4 separate regions of the Mus musculus genome follow, and regions 1, 3 and 4 are each linked to region 2. A link is a contact called in public HiChIP or PLAC-seq and promoter capture Hi-C data. All regions are on one chromosome and are shown on one strand. Each heading gives the region's core, a stretch centred on a gene start, on an enhancer-like site or on the middle of the called end of the contact. The rest is flanking DNA. Distances are from core to core; before and after follow the strand shown.

The links. Promoter capture Hi-C pulls out the DNA fragments that hold promoters and counts their contacts. HiChIP or PLAC-seq counts read pairs in DNA pulled down with a chosen protein or histone mark.
Region 1: a promoter capture Hi-C map of hippocampal neurons shows a contact between it and region 2, with 2.8 times the contacts expected there. The contact joins the enhancer-like site here to the promoter of Engase in region 2. A contact is called at or near these places in 5 of 39 promoter capture datasets (the 3T3-L1 cell line, 3T3-L1-derived adipocytes, frontonasal cranial neural crest and 2 more), 1 of 484 Hi-C or Micro-C datasets (embryonic fibroblasts) and 4 of 115 datasets of contacts at active chromatin or transcription factors (astrocytes, embryonic basal ganglia, embryonic forebrain and 1 more).
Region 3: an H3K4me3 HiChIP or PLAC-seq map of neural tube shows a contact between it and region 2, with 3 times the contacts expected there. The contact joins the promoter of Rbfox3 here to the promoter of Engase in region 2. A contact is called at or near these places in 4 of 39 promoter capture datasets (the 3T3-L1 cell line, embryonic stem cells and hippocampal neurons), 6 of 115 datasets of contacts at active chromatin or transcription factors (embryonic basal ganglia, embryonic forebrain, embryonic hindbrain and 3 more) and 2 of 9 other capture datasets (embryonic stem cells and pancreatic islet).
Region 4: a contact with region 2 is called in an H3K4me3 HiChIP or PLAC-seq map of embryonic basal ganglia, with 4 times the contacts expected there. The contact joins the enhancer-like site here to the promoter of Engase in region 2. A contact is called at or near these places in 8 of 39 promoter capture datasets (the 3T3-L1 cell line, 3T3-L1-derived adipocytes, the SN4741 cell line and 4 more), 2 of 15 datasets of contacts at CTCF or cohesin (the NIH/3T3 cell line and embryonic stem cells), 3 of 484 Hi-C or Micro-C datasets (cerebral cortex and embryonic stem cells), 12 of 115 datasets of contacts at active chromatin or transcription factors (T-cell acute lymphoblastic leukemia, embryonic basal ganglia, embryonic forebrain and 6 more) and 1 of 9 other capture datasets (adipose tissue).

Annotation. Positions count from the first base shown.
Region 1 is chr11:118,963,793-118,968,454 of GRCm38.p6, reverse strand. It overlaps Gm35710 (a long non-coding RNA gene), which reads left to right. Exons shown (of 6, transcript XR_880341.2): 4 at 560-2,071. Among named protein-coding and RNA genes, the nearest start is that of Gm35710, 17 kb to the left of the region's middle. Within about 2 kb of position 2,929, at least 20 of the 459 cell types and tissues checked have an H3K27ac peak or open chromatin away from gene starts, as enhancers often do. A contact at or near this core is called in hippocampal neurons, where this site is marked.
Region 2 is chr11:118,474,630-118,479,895 of GRCm38.p6, reverse strand. It overlaps Engase (endo-beta-N-acetylglucosaminidase), which reads right to left and starts at 3,064. Exons shown (of 14, transcript NM_172573.3): 1 at 2,792-3,064; 2 at 943-1,013; 3 at 609-810. The coding sequence starts at 2,910.
Region 3 is chr11:118,906,190-118,910,980 of GRCm38.p6, reverse strand. It overlaps Rbfox3 (RNA binding protein, fox-1 homolog (C. elegans) 3), which reads left to right and starts at 1,409. Exons shown (of 15, transcript NM_001039167.1): 1 at 1,409-1,677.
Region 4 is chr11:118,737,530-118,742,862 of GRCm38.p6, reverse strand. The region is part of intron 2 of Rbfox3 (RNA binding protein, fox-1 homolog (C. elegans) 3); the gene reads left to right. Among named protein-coding and RNA genes, the nearest start is that of Gm11750, 45 kb to the left of the region's middle. Within about 2 kb of position 3,237, at least 43 of the 459 cell types and tissues checked have an H3K27ac peak or open chromatin away from gene starts, as enhancers often do. A contact at or near this core is called in embryonic basal ganglia, forebrain and neural stem cells, where this site is marked.

The sequences.
Region 1 (4,662 bases), core at 1,680-4,179, 490 kb before region 2:
TGTGTGTGTGTGTGTGTTTTAAAGTCCTCTAGACTTGGAGTTACAGGTGGTTGTGAGCAGCCCCATGTGGGTACTGGGAACTGAATTTGAATCTTCTGCAAGAGCAACAAGTGCCCACAGACACGGAGCCACGCCCAGGGCTCTTTAATGATGGTCTTAATCCCAAGCAGAGGAAGAACCTTCATGACTCAGTTTCCCTGCCAGACCACATGTCTTAATGCTTATGTGTGGATATGCTTACAGAACGGATTTGGGAGGGACACAGAACGTGCCACCCTTCCTCAGGCCACCTCCCCCCCGTCCCCCGTGCTCTACACAAGTCTTTCCCTTCTACTGTCCCTTCCTCTTCCTTCCTGACTCCAGTCTCCTCTCTCAGGGGTCCACCATCTCCGTCTCCATCTTATAAGGGACAGGGGTGGGACTTCTCTTGGATCAGGCCAGACCCTGTTCTTCCAGTACAGAAGGTAGAGGGAGCCTGTCTGGTGGGAGGGCCGGCATTTCAGGGCTCCCCACCACCCTCCACACTGGACCTTATATGCAGACTTTCCATTCTGACCAGGTCCAGGAAGACGTGTGGCTTATCTGTGAGGAGACCCACAATTCCAGGGAAAGACCTGCTCCCCTCTGTGCTCCTGTCATGGAGCTGAGTGGAGACAAGCCAGAAAGATGCTTCCTGCTGGAGGTAACCCTGAAAAGGCAAGGCTCCCCATTGGGTTGGTCCCTGACCCTGCCTCCTGCAGACAGCAGCTTGTCCTGTCTGCCTTTTACCATCCTGAGTTCTCCTCATTTCTCTGGAAAGCCGTGGTGGGCCAAGGACAGGTGCCGCAGAAGGTGAGTGGAGGCTGAGTGTTGTCTCTCATGTTCCTTCTGTCTCCAGCTGTGGTCCTTCCACTCCCCTCCAAAACTCTGCTTCAAGCCCCACTGAGCCTTAGACGTTAGTACTTAGGTGGGTCTCGGAGGGTCCTAAGGTTGGAGATTCACCATAGTCCTGGGTGACCGTACCCAGGTCCTTTCCCCCCATCTTTTCTGCTGTGGTTTGGGGTAGGGACTCCCAGCCTCTGAAATACACCAATAGCGGCTGATCTACCTGCCTCAGGCCTACTCACCCTCTACCCTACATAACTGCCTGGGGTTCCGTGCAGGTAGGGCAATGTGGGAGTGGGACTGGAATGGGTGGGGGAAGGTGAGCTGGCCCAGGGTAGCAGGAGGCAGGTGGGGGTTCTTTCTCCTCACCCTACTTACAATGCAAGGTGGGTGACTCCCTGTGTGACTAGGTTGCTATGTAATTTATCAAACACCTGGAAATTAAGATAACTGGCCAGTGGCTTCCTCAGTCACAGGATGCAGCTGGGAAAGGCACTGGAGCTTGTGGCCACAGCCTAGGGCAAAATGCCTTGGGAGTGCTTCGTCAACACAGGTCAGGGGTGTGTGCAATCCCTGGTCTGGAGTGGAGCTTGCAGATTCTCACTGATGGCCTGGGGATCCTGCTTCAGGAATCCCCATAGGACTGGGGAGGGACTTTGCTTTTTTAAAGTGTTGACATCATCAGGGTTCTAACCCCAGAAACCATGTCAGCTCCCAGAGCCCCTTGAGAATGGGGGTGGGATGGGTTATATGTCTCTGGCCTGAGGAGGGCTGTGGCCTTCACTCAGGACCAGGACGCTCTTTTCCTGGATCACAGGGACCCTTGTCACCACCACCCCTTGGCGTGCACTTTCCTCCCCTCCTGTTCCCCCACCCCTCCACCATGCCTGCCATTACATTAGCGAGCATGAAATATTTACCTAACGTGGCTTTTTGCAAATATCCCTTCGGTTATTGTCCCTTGGTTGGGAACATAAATTGTGTACCACATGCAAGCTGAAAGGTTGGGTGTTAAATAATACAGTACGTGTGAGCCTGTGGGGGCCAGATGCTGCCAGTGTGTGCAGCCTCCCGTGGACAGCCTAGCAGGCTGGAGGACCTAGACATGGGATGCTGGGGCCAGGAGTGAGCAGGCCCCCTTTAGCGGTGGATGGTGGAAGCGACATTTCCAAAGCTTCCCACTCAGAGGCAAACTGCGGAGACCCTGGTAAGAATGAGAAAAGTTTCCATACCCTTTCCAGATGTCCACCCTACCTTACCCCCATGGCTTCCTTTTGCTGCAACCCTTTCATAAGTCCCTCTTATTGTTGTGACCCCCAACCATAAATGTATTTTCATTGCTACCTCGTGGCTGTACTTTTGCTACTGTTACGAATAGAAATGTAAATATCTGTATTGGAGTCTCGACCTATAGCCTGAGAACTACTGTCATAGAAAGACACCTTTCCTTCCCACCTCATCTGCCATGCCCATCTGTGAGGAGACAGCATCTGATTTAAGCCTTTTGAGGAAATAGTTTGGGAAATGGGGATTATCCAGAGACTTTGGGGACATGGTGCACTGCCTTGGGGTGGTGTCATTTCCTGCCACTTGGAGGATGGGTGAGGGGAGGTGTGTGAAACATTGGGGGGCTTGAGGGACAGGTTCCTTTGATGCCATCATTCTTTTCCTCTTCCCTACCCATGATGATGACAGGATGGCTGTGAGGGAGGGGGGAGGAGGGAGGAGGGAGGGGGGAGGAAGGAGGAGGGAGGGGGGAGGAGGGAGGAGGGAGGAGGAGGAGGAGGGGGGAGGGGGGAGGAGGGAGGAGGGAGGAGGGAGGGGGGAGGAGGGAGGAGGGAGGGGGAGGGGGAGGGGGGAGGAGGGAGGAGGGAGACAGGTGAGGAGAGCGAGGAGGTGCAGGAAGAACCCTGCACTGCTGCTTCCCTCTTTGAGGTCCCCATCCCGGCCACCTTTCCCTTGGACACATTTGATGACATCCAGTGCGATGGATCTGGCACTCCTCTGGGGAGGAGGGCCCCAACTTTGAGATTATCTCTTGACTATGGGAGGGAGCACCCCACAAGCAGCTTCCGAACACCGCATTCCCCTCCCCAGCTCCAGCGGGGATCTAACCTGTTCTGCTCTGCTCAGGACCCTGCCCAGCTCCTGGGGCTTTCAGGGGAGTGTACTGTTCTTTGATCATGCCTGATGGTCCTGGGCCTCAGGAGAGGCCTGTGAGGGTCTGGGTTGGCCATAGCAACCAACGCACCTTGTAATGGTTAATCTTTGCCGTCAACTTGATAGGGATTTACAATCACCATGGAAACACAGACCTGGGTATGCTTAGGTAATTGTTTCCAGAGAGGTTTAATTGAGTGGGGAGGACCCATCCTGAACGTGGGTGGCGCCATCCCACAGGCTGGGCTCCCAGACATTGAGACCAGCCTGCACCACCCTCTGCTTCCTGGCCGATGCAATAGGACCAGCTGCCCCATGTTCCTACCGCCATGATGCACTGTCCCGTAGGCCAGAAGATTAAGTAAATCTCCTCCTTAAGTTGCTTTTATTAGCTACGTGGGAGAAGCGACATGAACCTCTCACCGAGGGCTGCGGCTGCAGGAAAGCACTTGCTACTAGTCCAGAGGCCCAGTTCTGTACTTGGGGTGTGGCAGGCTATGCTCCTGCTCACGCCTCAGGGAGGATCTGCCTGCCTGGTTCAGTGTCTGCAGCTGCTGGCCATCCTTGGTGCTGCTCTCTCTGCTTGAGGCTGGATCACCACAGTCTCTGCTCCACCCACCCTGGCCTTCTTGTCTGAGGTTGTTTTCTCTTATAAGGGCACTGTCGTCCTGGACCCACCCTACCCCAAAAGGCTCATCCTTCGAGATTACATCTGTAAAATCCCTGTTCCCAAATTAGGGCATGTTCTGAGCTGCAGAGGTTAGAACTTCCACAAGGCAAGCTGCGCCACCACAGAGGGCTCCCATGGTCATTGGGATGGTGACCGAGAGCCTTGGGCACTGCTATCCTTCCTCGTTGGATGAAGGTGGTGTGTCTGGGAGCTGGGAGCTCTGTTGTCATCTGTAGGGAGGGCCTGGCCATGACAGCCGGAGCCATGCAGGTCTTTCTGGAAGAGAAAAGGATCAGGTCCACTTTGAATGGGGCCTCTAGAAACCGCCTTCCACCCACAGATGCAGACGTGAATAACTTTGACGGCTGCAGGCTTGGCACAGGCCTTGTGTGCCGGCCCAGCCTCCAGCCTGGCTGGTCCCAGAGTGTTTTTTTCCCCCTTCCTCTTCATGGTGCCCTCCCAGATCCAGCGTGGAGTGAGCCTGGACTTCTGCATAGCCTGCGGCTCAGAGACTGGACAGAGAGGGGAGGCGGGAGGCCCAATCAACCTGATGAGGCTGTGGGGTGCCTGTGTCTGCCCTTGTCCCTGGAGGGGACCTACTTTGGGTCTGCAGCTTGGGAAGCAGATGGCTGCCATGTGGGCGTGCGCTGTCCCACCTGCCAGGGCTCTGCACAGGACAGAAAGCAGAGAAAGGGTGACTTGGGTTCTTGTCTCTCCTGAAGCTCAGTGTGGCTGGGACCCCTCTCAGGCCCTTGACAAGGTGACACTGGGTCACAGCATGCTTCTCCTGGTCCATTTGCAGAGAGCTGGTGCTGTGACTTCTGGGTCTCAATAGTCATGTGAGCGCACCTCTTACATTTTTCCTCTTTCTCTAACTAGAAGGTAAATAATGCAAGCAAGAGCTCAGGTCTGCGGGCATGTAGCGAGCTGTGAGGCCTCCTGACCATCTGTCCATTACGTCCTCTTGG
Region 2 (5,266 bases), core at 1,815-4,314:
TCAGCTTCCCATCAATCATCCTGTCCGAGAGTGTTCAATAGATGTTAAAAATGTCTCTCTAAGCCGGACGTGGTGGCGCACGCCTTTAATCCCAGCACTGGGGAGGCAGAGGCAGGCGGATTTCTGAGTTCGAGGCCAGCCTGGTCTACAGAGTGAGCTCCAGGACAGCCAGGGCTATACAGAGAAACCCTGTCTCGAAAAACCAAAAAAAAAAAAAAATGTCTCTCTAGCTAGCTCGTGCATAGCTAGGAGAGTGAGGCGGGAGAGAGCACAGGAAGCCAGGGCAAGAGGCCCAAACCAGGACAGAGCCTAGGGGAAGCACAACAGACAAATGAGATGAGAATGAGGCTGCTGGGCCAGAAGGTGATTCTCTTCCGGGGCAGCCTGAGGGACTAGCTGTCTGCGGCTAAAGCAGACGAGAGCTCGCCCAATTCCATATTGCTTCTGCCACAGGAAGGTTAACCTGGGACTGAGTTTCTCTCCCTGAGCTGTCAGAGGCCCATCTGGGACCTGCTTCCATAACTCCGTCCAGGGCTCTAGGACTGCTCTCTACCTTCTTCCATCCCGGGATGGCCAGTAATAAGACCAGCACTGCACCAGAGCCTCACCTGTCCTCCAGGTAACCACCCATCATGTCGTGGCACAGCAGGGTCCGGGGCCTGGGGCTGCTGAGTGGAGGCCGGCGACACACCAGGGGTTCCAGGGCTACATTGAAGCCATCCTCCATGAGCGGGGTCCAGGCCAGGAGCTCCTCCAGCGTCGACAGGTAAAAGCTGATAGGTCTGGTAGTATCCTTGTCATAATATCTAGCTGGTCCACGGAGAGAACCGTTAGGAATATGGAAATCAGGGGACTCGAACATACTCTTCCTCTCTGACAGAGAGGGGAGTGGGGACTGCGATGGCCAGGAAGGGACATGAGTGGGGACTTTGGTCACCTCACCTGGTAAAGGATCCGGGGTGAAACTGACCACCTCTCTAAAGACTGCTTCCTCCTCTTGATCCTCGTTGATCCTAGGCAAAGGGTGGGTTTTAAAAGATTGATTTGCTCTTGTTTTTTGACACAAAGTCTTATGTAGCCCAGGTCAATCTGGAACTGTGTAGTCAAGGGTGACACTGACTTCTGATCTCTGTCCTACCACCTTCTAAGAGCTGGGACTAGAGGGGTGCTCTGCCACAGTCCCCCATTTATACTGGTGATTGAACTAGGGCTCTGCTCTGCACATGGTAGGTGAGCTACACTCGCAGGCACCCACAGGGTAAATAACTGCTGGAAGCAAATGGCTAAATAACACAGGACATGGCTTATAAAATACACACCAGAGGCATGCACGGCACCAGAAAAAGGGGATCTGGGGTTCATCTTCTTTATTAGCAACTAAGGCCTGCTCGTGCTTGGACAGACGCCAATGACAGCCCCACCCAACAGGTGAAACCCCCAAGTTAAACACTTCCTAGAACCACAGGCCTTCTCTGGCCAAGGGATATGGTCTTCGAGTACCAGCAAAATCACCGCCCCCTTCCCCCCCCCCATCTTCAGCAACTGAATAATACAAGGAATAACTACATTGGCTTCATGAAGTTGCAAAGTCTGAGTACAGCAAAATCAGAAACTGTTCATTTGTTAATATGTTTCAAAGTATCCTTTAAAGAGTAGTGAGGTGACACTATAGTAGCCATTTAGGTACACAGTTATCCAAGCTGGCATCCTTAAAAGCCCCCAGGGCCTGAGGCCATCAGGAATGACTTGAGCTCCCTCCTCAGGTTCTGCCATCAATCACACTGTCCCTCTGTAAGTAAACTGAGGAGCCTTTGGAACTGCGGGGATGGCCAGACAGTAGCAGGCTAAAATGGAGACGTCATCTTTTTCTTGTGGTGCTAGGGGCTCAAACCCAGAACTTCCTACATCCTAGGCAAGTGCTCTGCCATGAATCTCTCTCAAGACCTTCCATTTTAATTTTTGCGATGTGGCCTCACTACACCAGGTTGGGGCCTCAAACTTGTGATCCTCTTGCCTCACCCCATCAAGGAGTTGGAATTAAAGGCCTGTGTCATCAGGCCATGCAAAACACCCGCCTTTGAAATCTCACCACCAAATACTCCTCTTCCAGATGGCGCCCCCCTGGCTGACTCCTTTATCCTTCAGCTGCACCCAAAGGAACTCAAAGTCATCCCGTCTGCCCATGCCCACCTGTCACCTGAATGTCCCTCCAGTAAGAAGGAAAAGGACCTCTTAGGATGGCTTCTACCCACAAATACCTTTCCCGTCGGTCAGCAACCATCCTAAAGTCTGAATAGCCCATCTGTCTCACTGCTGTGGGTTTAAAAACGAAGCAGGACACATCAAGTTTGTGCTGATACCTTTCCCAGTGTCCCACCGACCACGGGGTTACAACCCTGGACCAGGGGGGTATGTCTGTCCACTTCTTTGCCTTTGTGCCTTTGCTCATTCTGATCCACCTAGTACAGTCCTCGTCCCTAAAGATTCAGTTCAAATATTACACGAACAGAAAGCCATCCATGTTCGGGATTGCCTAATCTATAGGGCCAAAGGAAGGTGCAGTAGCCTTGGCGCCAGACTGCCAGAACGAGATCCCGATGGGCTGGGACAGGGTCCGTCATAGGTTAGGAACAAGGGAGCTGCTAACTTGCTCGGGTGGCCCGTCTGCGACCGGGGATAGAAGGATGGAGGGACGTAGGTTTGTCCGCAAGCGACAGACAGTGTCGCGCTGCACGACAGGCAGCATGGCCACCCCAAGCCCAGACCTGGAGCTCAGCCCAGCCGTGCGCACCTCCGCCCCTGCCTCCGCCGCCCCGGCCTCCGCTCCGTCTGGTCCCGCGCCTGCTTCTCCGGGGCCGCGGGGCTCCGCTGCCTTGCAGCTCCCCGGGTCAGCACCGACGAGGTCTCCATGACTGTCAGCGACTGCCGACCGCTAAGCCCTCCAGACACTGCTCCAACAGCCAATCGCAAGCCTGGGCCTGCCCCTGCCGCAGCTCTCAGCCAATGGTGAGTGTGCAGCGCCGCGGTTGGCTCGCACCGAGTTCCGGCTAGGATCTGTCCACGTTCTGCAAGCGGCGGGTGTAGAGCCTGAGTTAAATAACCGGAGAGACGGGGCGGGACCTGATGGGCGGGGTCTAGGAGAAAGGCGGGGCTGCGTGGATCCTGAGCCCAAGGTTCTGAGACCCAAAAAAGTGTTATTTAGAGTTAGCCACGAAGTTTTCTTTCCAGACGAATGAAACAATCTGCCAGCGACAACCAAGTCGGTACACGTTAGCAATGAGCCCTGGAACTGGGCCACAGAGACTGGTGGCCTAGCTTCCCTGGGTCCCTGGCTCCTTGGATCCCTGGATTCCTGGATGGGATCTAATATTACAGGCACCTGTAATATTCTGCTTTTTTTAAGAAATTAAAATATAATTACATGTTTCCCTTCCCTTTCCTCCCTCCAATAGTTCCTGTGTACCTCATCCAATCTCTCTCAAATTCATGATTTTTACTTCTTTAATGTTTGTCATCTACGTGTGTGTATATATAAACACAACCTGTTCGGTCCCTTTAATGTTACTTGTATGCAAATGTTTTCAGGGCTGACCGTTTGGAATTGGATAACCAACACAGGCTGACGATTGTCTTTTCTTACTAATGAACAAAAGAAAGAGGTGTTATAACCAGCTTGAGGCAGGGCTCCATGGGATGCTATAGCCAGGTACGATGGGAAACCTAGGAGTAAAGGCAGGTGGAGAGATGGGGGCAGTGCTGCTGACCTGGAGGGACTGTTTCCATCTGTCCTGTAGGGTGGTCAGCATGGTGAGCATGGATAGTTTTCCCCTGAATGCATTCTTCTTACTCTTAAGCCTGTGTTCTGCAGGAAATAAATCCTCTCAAGTATTCAGGGTCCAGGAAGCTGCATCTGCCAGAGGGCACCTCCCACAGTACCTGGGCACAGAAGAGATTCACAGTAACCTTGATGGTCCTGTGTTCAGAGCGGTGAGCAGAAATGCCAGAAGACGAGGAAATGGCTTCTCCTCCCTGAGCCCAATACCCCTCTGCAGCTTGCAGCTTCTGGCCCCACAGCAGCTTGCCCAAGCCAAGTTCTCTGGGCCTCTTTATTACTGTTTACAGGCTTTGAGCTTTATGAGGCCCCAAGCATCCATAAACGCCAAGGGTGGGGATGGTGACTAAGGTGGTTGAATATAGGCCCTGGTTACATTGCCTGTTGGCCAGTCGGCCAGGGAAGGGACGCTGGGGAGCAGGACACTCTGATCTGTGGGACACAGTTGGCAGGACACCTCTTCCCACTGACCCAGGGTGGGGAGGGAAGCTCTGTGTGGGGCTGCGACAGAGAGAAGGTAGCAGGTCACAAGCCCAAACACAGTCATCTACTATAACGCCTTGTGGAGCAAACACAACTATCTTGAAAGCTGTGTAGATCGTCCCTCCACCTCCCAACTCCCTGCCTCTGTACTCTAGGTGCCCCCCCTCCAAGACCTGTGCATCTAGGACAGGGTCATGAGTGGAAAAGAAGAACTGGTTGAATTCTCAGTTTAGGGTCTGATGACCTGACCCCCAACTCCCCACTCCTTCTACAAGGGCATGATGATAGGCCAGTCTTGTGAAAGTATCGTGAGCGGGGGATCAATTTAGATGACGATAGTTGTGTCATGCCCAGAGGACAGCATCCCATAACACAGCCTAACACTGTCTCGCCCTTTCCCTCTCAGTCCCCATAATGCTCCAAAGACCAGAAGAAGGAGAAGCATGGAAACTGAGGGCCAGTGTGGAAGGCCAAGAGTCTGTTGCTCTGAGCGAGCACTGCACTTCTCTTGCCTTGCTTCCTGCTGGCTGCCGGGCGCGGGAGAGGCTCTGATGCTTGGAATTGTGGCTGCCACCTGAGCCTGTGAGAGTGTACAGGATGGTAGGACAGAAGCAGCCTCCTGGATCTTCCATAGAGTAGACACAGCTTCAACCTGGACCACTTCACGCAGGCTCTCCCGGGAGCAAAGGTGCTTAACTGAGCCCAGCACATCCTGTCTGTGATAGTGACTGGATCTAAGATGATGTATGAACAACAGTTTCTGGAAAGAAGCTGCATTTTATAAGCTGGTTAACCGGTTAGAACTTCCTTGATTATTGAGAGTTTGGAATGTTGCAGACCTAGGGTCTAATCACAGATTATCTGACCTATCTTGGCCCCTGGAATAGCCTCTGTCCTTCTCTCTGGGACCTAATGTCCTGTGACTATTAGCTAAATCCTTTAGAATGTACA
Region 3 (4,791 bases), core at 160-2,659, 430 kb before region 2:
AGACAGGCCGAAGGAGCAGAATTAAAAGCTCCTGAGAAGGCAACAGTCACTCAGCCTGGACACCGTCTGCCCTCACTCTGTAGGGAAGGCAGTGTGCAGCCCAGCAAGCCAGAGAGCACCTCAGGGCCTCTCTTATTCTCCCTCTTCTCTACTCTGTCTAGCTGCCCTACCCACAGGGCCCCAGGCTCCGTGGTATGTGCCTCACACTGGAAGCTTAGTTAGGTGCAAGAAGCTGATGGTTTTACAAACAGCATCCAGCAACGTGTATCAGGCTTGTTTTTTAATCATGTTTTGTTGTTGTTGTTTGTTTTGTTGTTGTTGTTTTTTGTTTTTTAGATTGCAAATGTCCTTTGAGAGTGCAGGTCCCAGAGTCCAGGCACTGCATGGTGATTGTCTTTTATTTTCGTCTTTCATATAGAACAGTATCTGGATCCAGTTTAAAGCCTTTGGGTATCATCTAGCCTCTTTGCTCACTTCTGGGGCTGAATGCCAGTAACTAGCCCCACTGTTGTACCTGGGTCTCATCTTGACAGCTCAGAGGCAATGCCTGCCTCCCAACCCCTTTCTTTTCCCAAGACTAGAGATGCCGGACCTCAGACCACGCTAGACTCCCTTTCCCTGGGTTAGGGGGAGGCTGGAACTCTTCTGGTTTTAGGTTCTCCTAACTGACCTGGATGGAAATATTTAAGGCCATAGGATTATCAGCGGGGACAAGTGTGTCCTCCCTGTGTCCTGTTCCAGGGTAGGCCTCCTGCCTCCCCGCCTGCTCTGTGATTCTCAGGAAGGCAAGGCATGGAACTCCAGGCCTATTAAGGGTCTTCCCCAGTGGCCAGTTAGGCGCGGGCGCTGCAGACTAGCTGGAGAGGCGTGGGGGAGGGGACATCCATTCCTGCCATTCAGCGACCAAGTCTTTCTAGGGACCCCTGGGCAGAGCGAGAGAAACCGGTCCCAGTGGAACGAGGGTGCAGGGGTCCTGCTAAGTGTTGCTAGTGATGACTTACACTGAGGTCGCCCAGAAGAAGGGAGGGAGGAAGGGGAGGTGAGACCACAGCGGTGGTGGTGGTGGTGAGCTCGGAGGAGCCCAGCTCCTTCTGAGCTCTAGGGTGCCCTACAAGTCTCACCAGCCTACGCATCCCCGTTCTCCAAGGCTGGAGCTGGGACTCCAGGGCTCCTGTGGCCACATTCAGCTGGCTCGCGGCCCTCCCTGCCTCGCCGCCCTCCCTGGCCGCGCGACCGCCGGAGCCCCCTCCCTCCCTCGCCGAGCTGCGCGCTCCGCCCGTGCAGCCGCCACCACCACCGCCACCGCCGCCGCGTGCTCCTGCTGCCTTCTCGCTTCAGCCGAGCCAGCCAGAGGAACGAGGGGGGGGTGGCAGAGAGAGAGAGAGAGAGAGAGAGAGAGAGAGAGAGAGAGAGAGAGAGAGAGAGAGAGAGAGAGAGTCGGCGAGGCAAGCGGAGCGGGGACACGGAGCCGTTGCTCCGGAACCGGCGGAAACCTCCTCGGACAGCAGTCGGGCGCCTGCCCCAGCAGCTCGCGTGGTCTCCGGAGACGCCGCGGCAGCCACCGCCGCTCCAACCCGGCCTCTCGCGCCCCTTGCCGCCGGCTCGCCGGGGCGGCCGGGATGCAGCCGGGGCATGGCCGCCAGGGCCCCGTCACCTGCCGTGGGGAACGCTGAACCCGTGAGTAGCCAGACCCTGGGCTTCCACCTCGGTCACGACCATCGCGAGGGGCCGGCTGGGACTGTGGGCACGGCCCGGGGAGGGGCGCACGGGACCCCGCAGTGGGAGGCGGGGCCGGCGAGGACGCGGGGCTGCGGAGCGTGGCTGGGGACAGACCTGAGGTCGCGCGAGGATGGGGTGGCGCCCTTGGGGGTCAGGGGTCTGCGCGCGAGGTCGGGGTTCCCGAGTTGTGCGGGGGCTGGGGTCGTGGCTCCGGGCTCCGGGCTCCCCTGGGAAACCAGAGGGGAGATTTTGTAAATGGGAAGGCCCGGGGTCAGGCTCCATGGAGACACCGGGGAGTCCCGCGCGCTGCGTGCCCGTGGCGGCGGCGGCGGCGGCGGCGGCGGCGGCACAATGCCCGGCTCTGGGAACTCCCAGGATTGGGGGGAAGCCGTGGCGCACGGAGATCCCGGCCCGCGGGGCGCATCAGGGAGGCGGCCCCAACCCGCAGGGCTGGAAGCACGGCTGGCGACCCTGATGCGCTACGGCGTGCGACTCTCGCCATCCTCAGGCTCGGGAGGGCTGCTGGGGTCCAGGAGGAGGAGAGCCGGCCGAGGGGACTGACTGATGACCTCAAGGAGTTGTGGGAGGACTGAGGTCCTCCTCGGCTCTCTCGGGAGGACCAGAGCCCTCAGCATAGCGGCACGCGTGGAACAGGCGCGGGTGGCGCACAGGGCTCTCTAGTCCGCGAGCTGGGGGGCGCTCGGGGCCGAGTCTTCCCAGAGGCGTGAGCAAGGATCGGAGGTTACTGCTCGCTTTGGCACAGCTACAGGGCTGGGACAGCCCGGCTGGGAAAGCTTTGCTAAGGTGGCCTGCACAACCCTAGCCCAAACTTTCTGACTTGTGGCCCCGGGAGGTGGTGGGATTCTCCTGGGGCTGTCTTCTTCAGGAGAAAGGTGTCAGGGGGTGGCTTCAGGCCGGCGGTCCTCTGGGAGCTCCCTGATGAAGCTTCGCCCCTATCCATTGGCATGCAGCCCTTCAGTGTCCTGGCCACCCAGGTCCCGCACCCAGTCTGTACCCGGAGCAAGACGCGACCAGCACGGGGGGGGGGCATTGAGACCCTATTAGACAGCTGGAACAGACCCAGGATCTTGGGTCTTGCATGAGATTGGGGGTTGGTTGGCTGTTCACGAAGCTCACTGACGTCGGCTAGTGTGTGTGGGCTGCGAGGTGAGGAGGGTCCAGGATGGCCGAGCCACATCCCCGCTCCCCCTTTTGGATTCTGCTTTTCAGACGCACTCTAATTATTTAATGGTCACTTTTAAAAAGGACGCCGGTGGCGCCAGTAGTCTCTCGATGTGCGAGACACCCACAGTGGGAGCTATGGACAGGGACTGAGGGATCCTTTCTTCTTCTGGGCAAGTCCCTTCCTCCTCCGGCTGGAGGTGAAGTGCCTTCTGGTGCGCGCAGGGTCGTTAATTTTCTGTCACAAACGCCGGCTAAGCTGGGGACGCCTCGGGAGCGCATCGGGGAGTCTAGGGTCCAGAGCAGGTACGGGGCTAATGGAGTAGGGTCTCGGGTAATGAGGTCTTTCAGCAGAAATCAGCTTTGGTTTTACTGGTCTGCAAAAAATAATGAAAAAAAAAAGTACAAACATTATGGCAGACTGAGCTCATTAAGTGCGCATCGCGGATCAGGGCGGATGTCTTAATCAGGCTGCGCTGGTAACGGGGATATTACACTAATTAAAACCAGACCCTCCAGGTGAGCGACTACTGGGAAGGGAGAAAGTTGTAGAGAAGGCGCCTGCTGGTGGAAGAGAGGCGCTGGCGAGGTGGTCAGGGCCGCTGTAGGGTGGGCATGTGGGGCAGGGGGCGCCTTCTCAGAGCCAGCCCCTCGTCCCCCGCGGGCGAGGAGCTCCCCTGGGCCCAGAGGGAGGATCGAGCTGCCGCCTCCGCCCTCCCCGGGGACCAGAGGCCTCCCTGCGTGGGAGCTAAGCGCACTGCACACTCGGGGAAGCAGCGCTTAACCCCTACTTTCCCGGCTGGGCTTGGAGCTCTGGGAACACTGGGCTGTAGAGGGGAAGATGGGGGAACCCATAGGAGGCTAGGGAGGTGAGGCAGAGCTGAAGCGGGGCGCATCAGACCCCATTAGATGCTCCTAGGGAGGCAGCTGAGTGCCAGGGGAGGGTTGGCCAGGTCATACAGGCTGTTTGCCCCAAGCCCTGAGGATTTCTGGTATAGATCAACGTTTCCAACTGTCTGCCCGCCCTCCCACTCTCACTAATGAAAGAGAACCCTGACAATTACTCTGTACCATCCTTCTCGGAGGCCCAAACAACCAGATAGTCTTGGGTCTATAGGAAGAGCCCAGAGTCTAGGAAAGTCCCTATAGATCGGGCCTCTAGCAATGCTGTGCCTTCACCTTCGCTGCAAAGGCTCCACGACCTCAGGCAGAGCCGCAGCAGGCCTGGGTGAATTTACTGCCCTTCAGCAGGGACCAGACAGACGCTGGTCAGGAGCAAAGGCTGACCTGCCACGCAGCCGCACAGAGGGCGGCAGCACCAAGGACAGGGCTAGGGCCGAGCTGCAGCGTTTCACTCTTCTGCCACCTCTGCCTGTCTTGTGTCCTGTGGACACTGAGATCCGGGGCTTATTAGTCTTCATCCTGCTTGGAAGGTACAGGAGGAGTCCCCATGCCAACAGGGTCAGGGAGGTCCAGGCCAGAGCAGAGGTAATTACAGTAAGGAGGTCTCTTGGGCATCATTCCCCAGTGTGTGGTCTTGTGGCAGCCACGCAAGAGAGATGGAAGGGCTATTTGGTGTGTGGAGATGGACTAGGCTGGCAGAGAAGATGCAATTCGTAGTGCCTGGTCTTAGCTGAGCTGGCTCAACAGGGTCTGGTCTCCATTGTGCGCCCTTCTAGCTGGCATCCTGGTACCTGCCTGCTCCCTTGCTGTGTAGAAGCTAGAGGGGCCCTGCTCCTCAGGGCAAGAGTCTGGTTGTTTTGCCCACCCCTCCCCCACAGTGCAGAACATCTTTTGGACCTGGATGGACTGTGGGGGTTAAACAGGAAGGCTTGGACCACTAGAACATCTGTCATATCCAGAAGTGCCAATTCGAGGGGGGGGGGGTGG
Region 4 (5,333 bases), core at 1,988-4,487, 260 kb before region 2:
GTCACCCACTGTCATCCTAAAAGAAGGCTCGGGGGCTGCTTGATGTGTGTAGCTTCTCTTTGGAGGGCTCTGGCCTGTGATTTCAAACTTGAGCATGCCCCAGCCTCTCTTTCAAGAACTCAGGGATTTTGTCCGAGTTCTCCTGTGTGTCTTGTGTTGTGGCATTGCATGTTAATTTGCTTCTACTTTGGCATTGGACATGCGCCTCCATGTCTCCCTTTGTGGAATGGGAAAGCAACAGTCTTGGGGAAGGTTGTGCCTGGTACTCTGACTGCTAGGGATCAAGACATCTTCTCAAGCCAGAGCCTCACCACCTTCCTGGGGGAGGCCCCGTGCTTTCCTAGGTCTCTCTGTATCCCAGATCTCTAGATCCCCCTAGCTTCACCCACCACCGAATCCCATCCTGGGGAAGCAGAGTGCACAGGCTCGGGAATACCTTCCCCCTGCAGAACCCAGCTCCTTTAGCCATCTGGTTCCGCATACATCAGTACCCTACTGGTGCCAGGGGAGCCAGGAAAGAGAGGCAGCATCTTCTCTCCTCCCCTCCCCTCCCCTCCCCTCCTCTCTCCTCCCCTCCCCTCCCCTCCCCTCCTCTCCTTTTCTCTCCCCTCCCCTCCCCTCCCCTCCCCTCCCCTCCTCTCCTCTCCTCCTGTCTCCCCCTCCCTCCTCCCCTCCCCTCTGTTCCCCTCTCCTCCCCTCCCTTCCTCTCTTCTCCCCTTTCCTTTTCTTCCCTCTTTCCTCCTCCCCTCCCCTCCCCTCCTCTCCCTTCCTCTCCTCCTTTCTCTTCCCCATCTTTACCGTCAGATGGTCCCAGGTGTTCTCTGTTGCAGTGATAAACACTACGACCAAAAGCAAGTAGGGAAAAGAGGGTTTATTTCAGCTTACTTCTTACAGAATTGTGAAGACAAGTCAGGGCAGGAGCTTAAGGCAGGGGCCAACGCAGGAGCCAGTGGAGGGCTGCAGCTTACTGCCTTGTGCAGCCTGTACTTTCATACACCCTAGGACCACCTGCCCAAAGGTAGCCCACCCACTGTGGGCGGGGCCCTCCCTGCCAATCATCAATGAAGGAAATTCCCCAAAGGCTAGTCTGATAAGGCATTCTCTCTCTCTCTCTCTCTCTCTCTCTCTCTCTCTCTCTCTCTCTGGTTTTTCAAGACAAGGTTTCTCTGTATAGCCCTGGCTGTCCTGGAACTCACTCTGTAGACCAGGCTGGCCTTGAACTCAGAAATCCGCCTGCCTCTGCCTCCCGAGATAAGGCATTTTCTTAGCTGATGTCCTCTTAGACAACTTTAGCTTGTGTCAAGTTGACAAAAACCTAACCAGGATACCTCTAGTTCCCTGCTCTCCCCTCCCCCCCAGCTATGCTCTAAGTAGCTCTCTGCTGCCCCCACTTGGCTCAGCATCGCCAGATGTGTGGACCCCAGAGCCAGATCCAGCCACTCCAAGAAGAATAAGATCCAAGCAATGTCTCTCTGGGAGGGGACGCCTGGCAGTGTTCACTCAGGACTCAGCTTCTCTCAGGGCTTCTCAGAGCCGGTTTCTGTCCATCACTAGCTGGATCGTGGTTCTGGAACTTTCCAAGGGACTTGCCATTGCTATGTCATTGTGCTTGCAGGGGTCGGCATGTTGGAATGCACCCATTGAGCAGGATCAGAGGTTGTCACCTTTGAGGTGAATTCAGACCGTGGGACGTCTGGTGATAACCCTTGAGGTTGGGATCAGCAGAGCCTGTGTGAGGCTCAGACGTGGGTCTGCTGTGACAGCCTGGTCTGTCAGTCAGCCCAGTGAATGTCTGTGGCCATGACACTTCTCATGTTGATTCTTGAGGGTGTTCTAGAAAGTTCTTCTCAGCTCCTGAGCTTTGTCTTCTCTGTGTAGCATCTGCTAAGATCTCACCTCCTTCCTCAAACTTGCTTGTAGTGTTGTGTGGTCCATGGCTCTTCCCGGGCTCTCTCATCTGAACACAAGTCAAGCTCCCAGGTCCTTGCACTGCTTTTCTCTGATTTGTCTTCATTGACTTTGCACTGCCTTAGCGGGTGGTGATACGGTGCTCTTAACAGCCCAGCAGTGGGGGTGTGGCTCACTTTGGAGAAGTGGCAGAGATGAGAGGGAAAGCCCACGTGGGCGATTGTTTCATTTGGATGGATGCTGAGTGACTTGGAGAATGACCGTGGCAAGGTGGCAAAGCTCTGACCAGGCCTCTTGGAGCAGGCTACCTTGTACTGCAGACATGTGTCCTGTGCATCTCCTTTATTTACTCTTTCCACTGGGAGGTCTGTATACCACCTCTCAGGCCTGGAGTGTACACAGAAACAGGCAGAGCTTCCTCCTCCTCAGCCTAGCACCTAGAGGAAGAGGAGTAGAGATCTGATTTCCTGATAGTGTCTGCCACTTGTGCCTTGGGGACCCACTGTCCCAGTGATGGAATCGGGCTTGGTTCTAGGATACCTTCTGCACCAACCTCCTGTCTCAGTGACAACAAGGCTGGCTTTGTAGGCTGCTCCCACAGCTCTAAGTGATGCTGACCTCTTCCCACCTGCTGACTCTCCACCCAGTGCCTTCTGTCCTCTTCTCGGGTGTTCATGCCGCCAGCAGAAGGATCTGTCTGCATATAATCTATGTGCAGGCAATTCTGACCCTGCCAGCTGTCTGGGCACCAGTCTGTGCCAGTTAATACCACCAGGTGGCGTTGTGTACCGTGCAACTGCACTGCTGGCTCAGTTCCCTTCTTGACATGACTCATCTTTGGTCTTCTAAGAAACAAGTTGAACAGAAGTAGGAGTGGGGGCATTGCAGGAGGAGTGACCCCAGTCTCCTTTACTGTTACCATGTAACTACGAACCCCAAATCCGTCTCATTAGAGATTCCAAGTGTTCACAGGAAAGTACCTTGGACTTGTTAATTTTTTCTGCTGCTCACATCAGATGCGGTGCACATTATATAATAAGTTTATGTTTGTGAGAAGGAACTGGGTTTTACTCGGAGAAGCTGGGTAAAGGATCCGTCAGCAGGTCCCCTGATGTGCTCACTAACAACTCCAAATAAGTTCCATAAGCTTAGCTCATATCTGGCTCATGGCACTGTGGATTGCTGGCCTCAATCTGGCCCGCTGTGACCACACTCCAGTGCCCAAGCTCATAAAGCAAACGCCTGGCAGCTGGTAGGCAGAGGAAAGTGTTCACCCCGCTTTCTGGTTCTGCAAACTTCCCTTAGAAGTAGAACACGCCCACTGCCACGTCATTGGCCAAAGCAAGTCACATGGCAGTCCCTGCCCTGAAATGGATGGGAAGGTTAGTCCGACTGTATCCCAGCAGAAGTGATGGGAAGATTAGCCTGGCTGCTAGCCACAAAACACCAGCTGGTTCATGGGTCCAGGTACCCGCAGGGAGTGGGGTCCTGGGCTCAGTTTAAGAATAAGAACAGCGATTGCTTCAATGTGGTCGCAGCCCTGTGATGGTCTGAGGGTTAAATGCCGCGCCCAGGGTCAAGATCAGGGTGCAGAGTGGGAATAGCAACCTCTTCAGCTGCTAAGCCATAAGCAGAGCTTTGACAGCCGCTGCCCACTGAGCACTGACTGGCCAACAGCTGCTCTTAAGGGGGTGGGAGAAATGACGTGATGGAGTGTCCATGTCCCATTTATCTCGGCCAAACTCTCATCCTGTCCTGACAAGGATTGCCACGACTCACAACAACTGCTGTTGCAGACTGAGGTGAAAATCAGAGGCAGCAAGCGGGAAGCCTGCTCCTCAGCGGCCTTGATGGGAGCACTGCTATGCAAAGAATCTTCCACCAGGGGGCAGCAGACATCCTCTGCAAACTGCTGCAAAAGAGCTTGGGATCCAGGAATCCAAAGCCCAGAGCTGGTCAGGCCAGGCTTCTATTACAGGTCGTGAATCTGAGATGCACAGCACGGTGTGGCACCTCAAATACTTGCATAATGATCGTCACGTGTCTCCATGTTCCTCAACTCCAACTCACATGCAAGCACGGTATATTGGCATGCGTATAGCCTTGTGTCTATTCCTATGTCAGCTCACACGGTGTGGTCAGTTAGAGTCAGATTAAAAGCAGCACCATGCATGGCTATCTTATTGGCAGTCTGGTTATAAACTTGAACCTTAACATGATACAAGGGGGCTATATATGACATCATAATTAACAAGAGGAAACCGAGGCCCAAGAAAGTTAAATCACCTCCAGGTCCCCCTCAGTCACAGGAGCCGGAGCCCTAGTCCATGTGTGCTGGGTCTAAATTGCTTCCTTTCTTCCCCTCCAGCATTTCTTCCAGACAGCTTGTTACCCAGGGTCAGGAGGTGAGGGTGAGAGGAGGGCGCTGTGGCGCCACCCAGTGGCTCTGCTGGGGAATGTGGATGTTAGGCTGGAGGCAGTGTAAAAGATCAAGGCTGGAGATTTGAAGACTGACGTCCACGAAAACCAACCAGGGCCAGTCTGAGAGATGAAGGGGGGAACTGATAGAAGAGTCACAGGCCACACACACACACACACACACACACACACACACCGCCCCCCCCATCCTTCACTGACCACCAAAGGGACGTGGAGGAGCCTACTGGGAGCATGAAGAGGAGGGGAGCAGGTAGTGTAATTGGCTGGAGATTATGAGGTCTGAAAATCTCCCTCCATGCTAGAAAAGAGGTGTCTCACCCTGGCATCTGAGTGAGAAGATGCCTCCCCGTGAGAAGCTTCTCTTTCCAGGGGTTCCTAACACTTCACACACACACACACACACACACACACACACCCTGTAGCTCCCCATTGCCTGGGTGCACCCTGAGCTAGCCCCTGCTGGTTAAAGGGGGCAATGCTGGAAGGATTGCCCCTAGAGGGCAAACTGACAAGTGTACCCTGCAAAGCCTTGGTAGTTCTCTACCCTCAGGCACTGCAGCAGGTAGAGAGGACGGGCCAATGAAAGTAGCAGCAAGACCACCCGACCACACAGCCCAGGCAAGAGTGTTTTAAGAATCCCACATGAACCCTGGTGTAGAGACATACATCTTTAGTCCTACCATTCAGGAGGTAGACACAGGCAGATCTCTGAGTCTGAGCCAGCCTGGGCTTCAGAGTGAATTCTGAGAGAGAGCTACATAGTAAGACCCTGTCTCAAAAAAATTAATAATACATTTAATTTTTTTAATTAAAAATTTAAAAAATCAGTCATGCAGTGCTGTAGTTTACCTGAATGAATACCAGACTAAGGCGGAGGTACGAAGCGGTATGTTACTGACGAGGCCTCTGGGTACAGAACTCGGAAGTCCAAGGGCCACACCACTCTCTGGATGAATGCATCCCCTCCCTGAGCCTACCCTACCTCC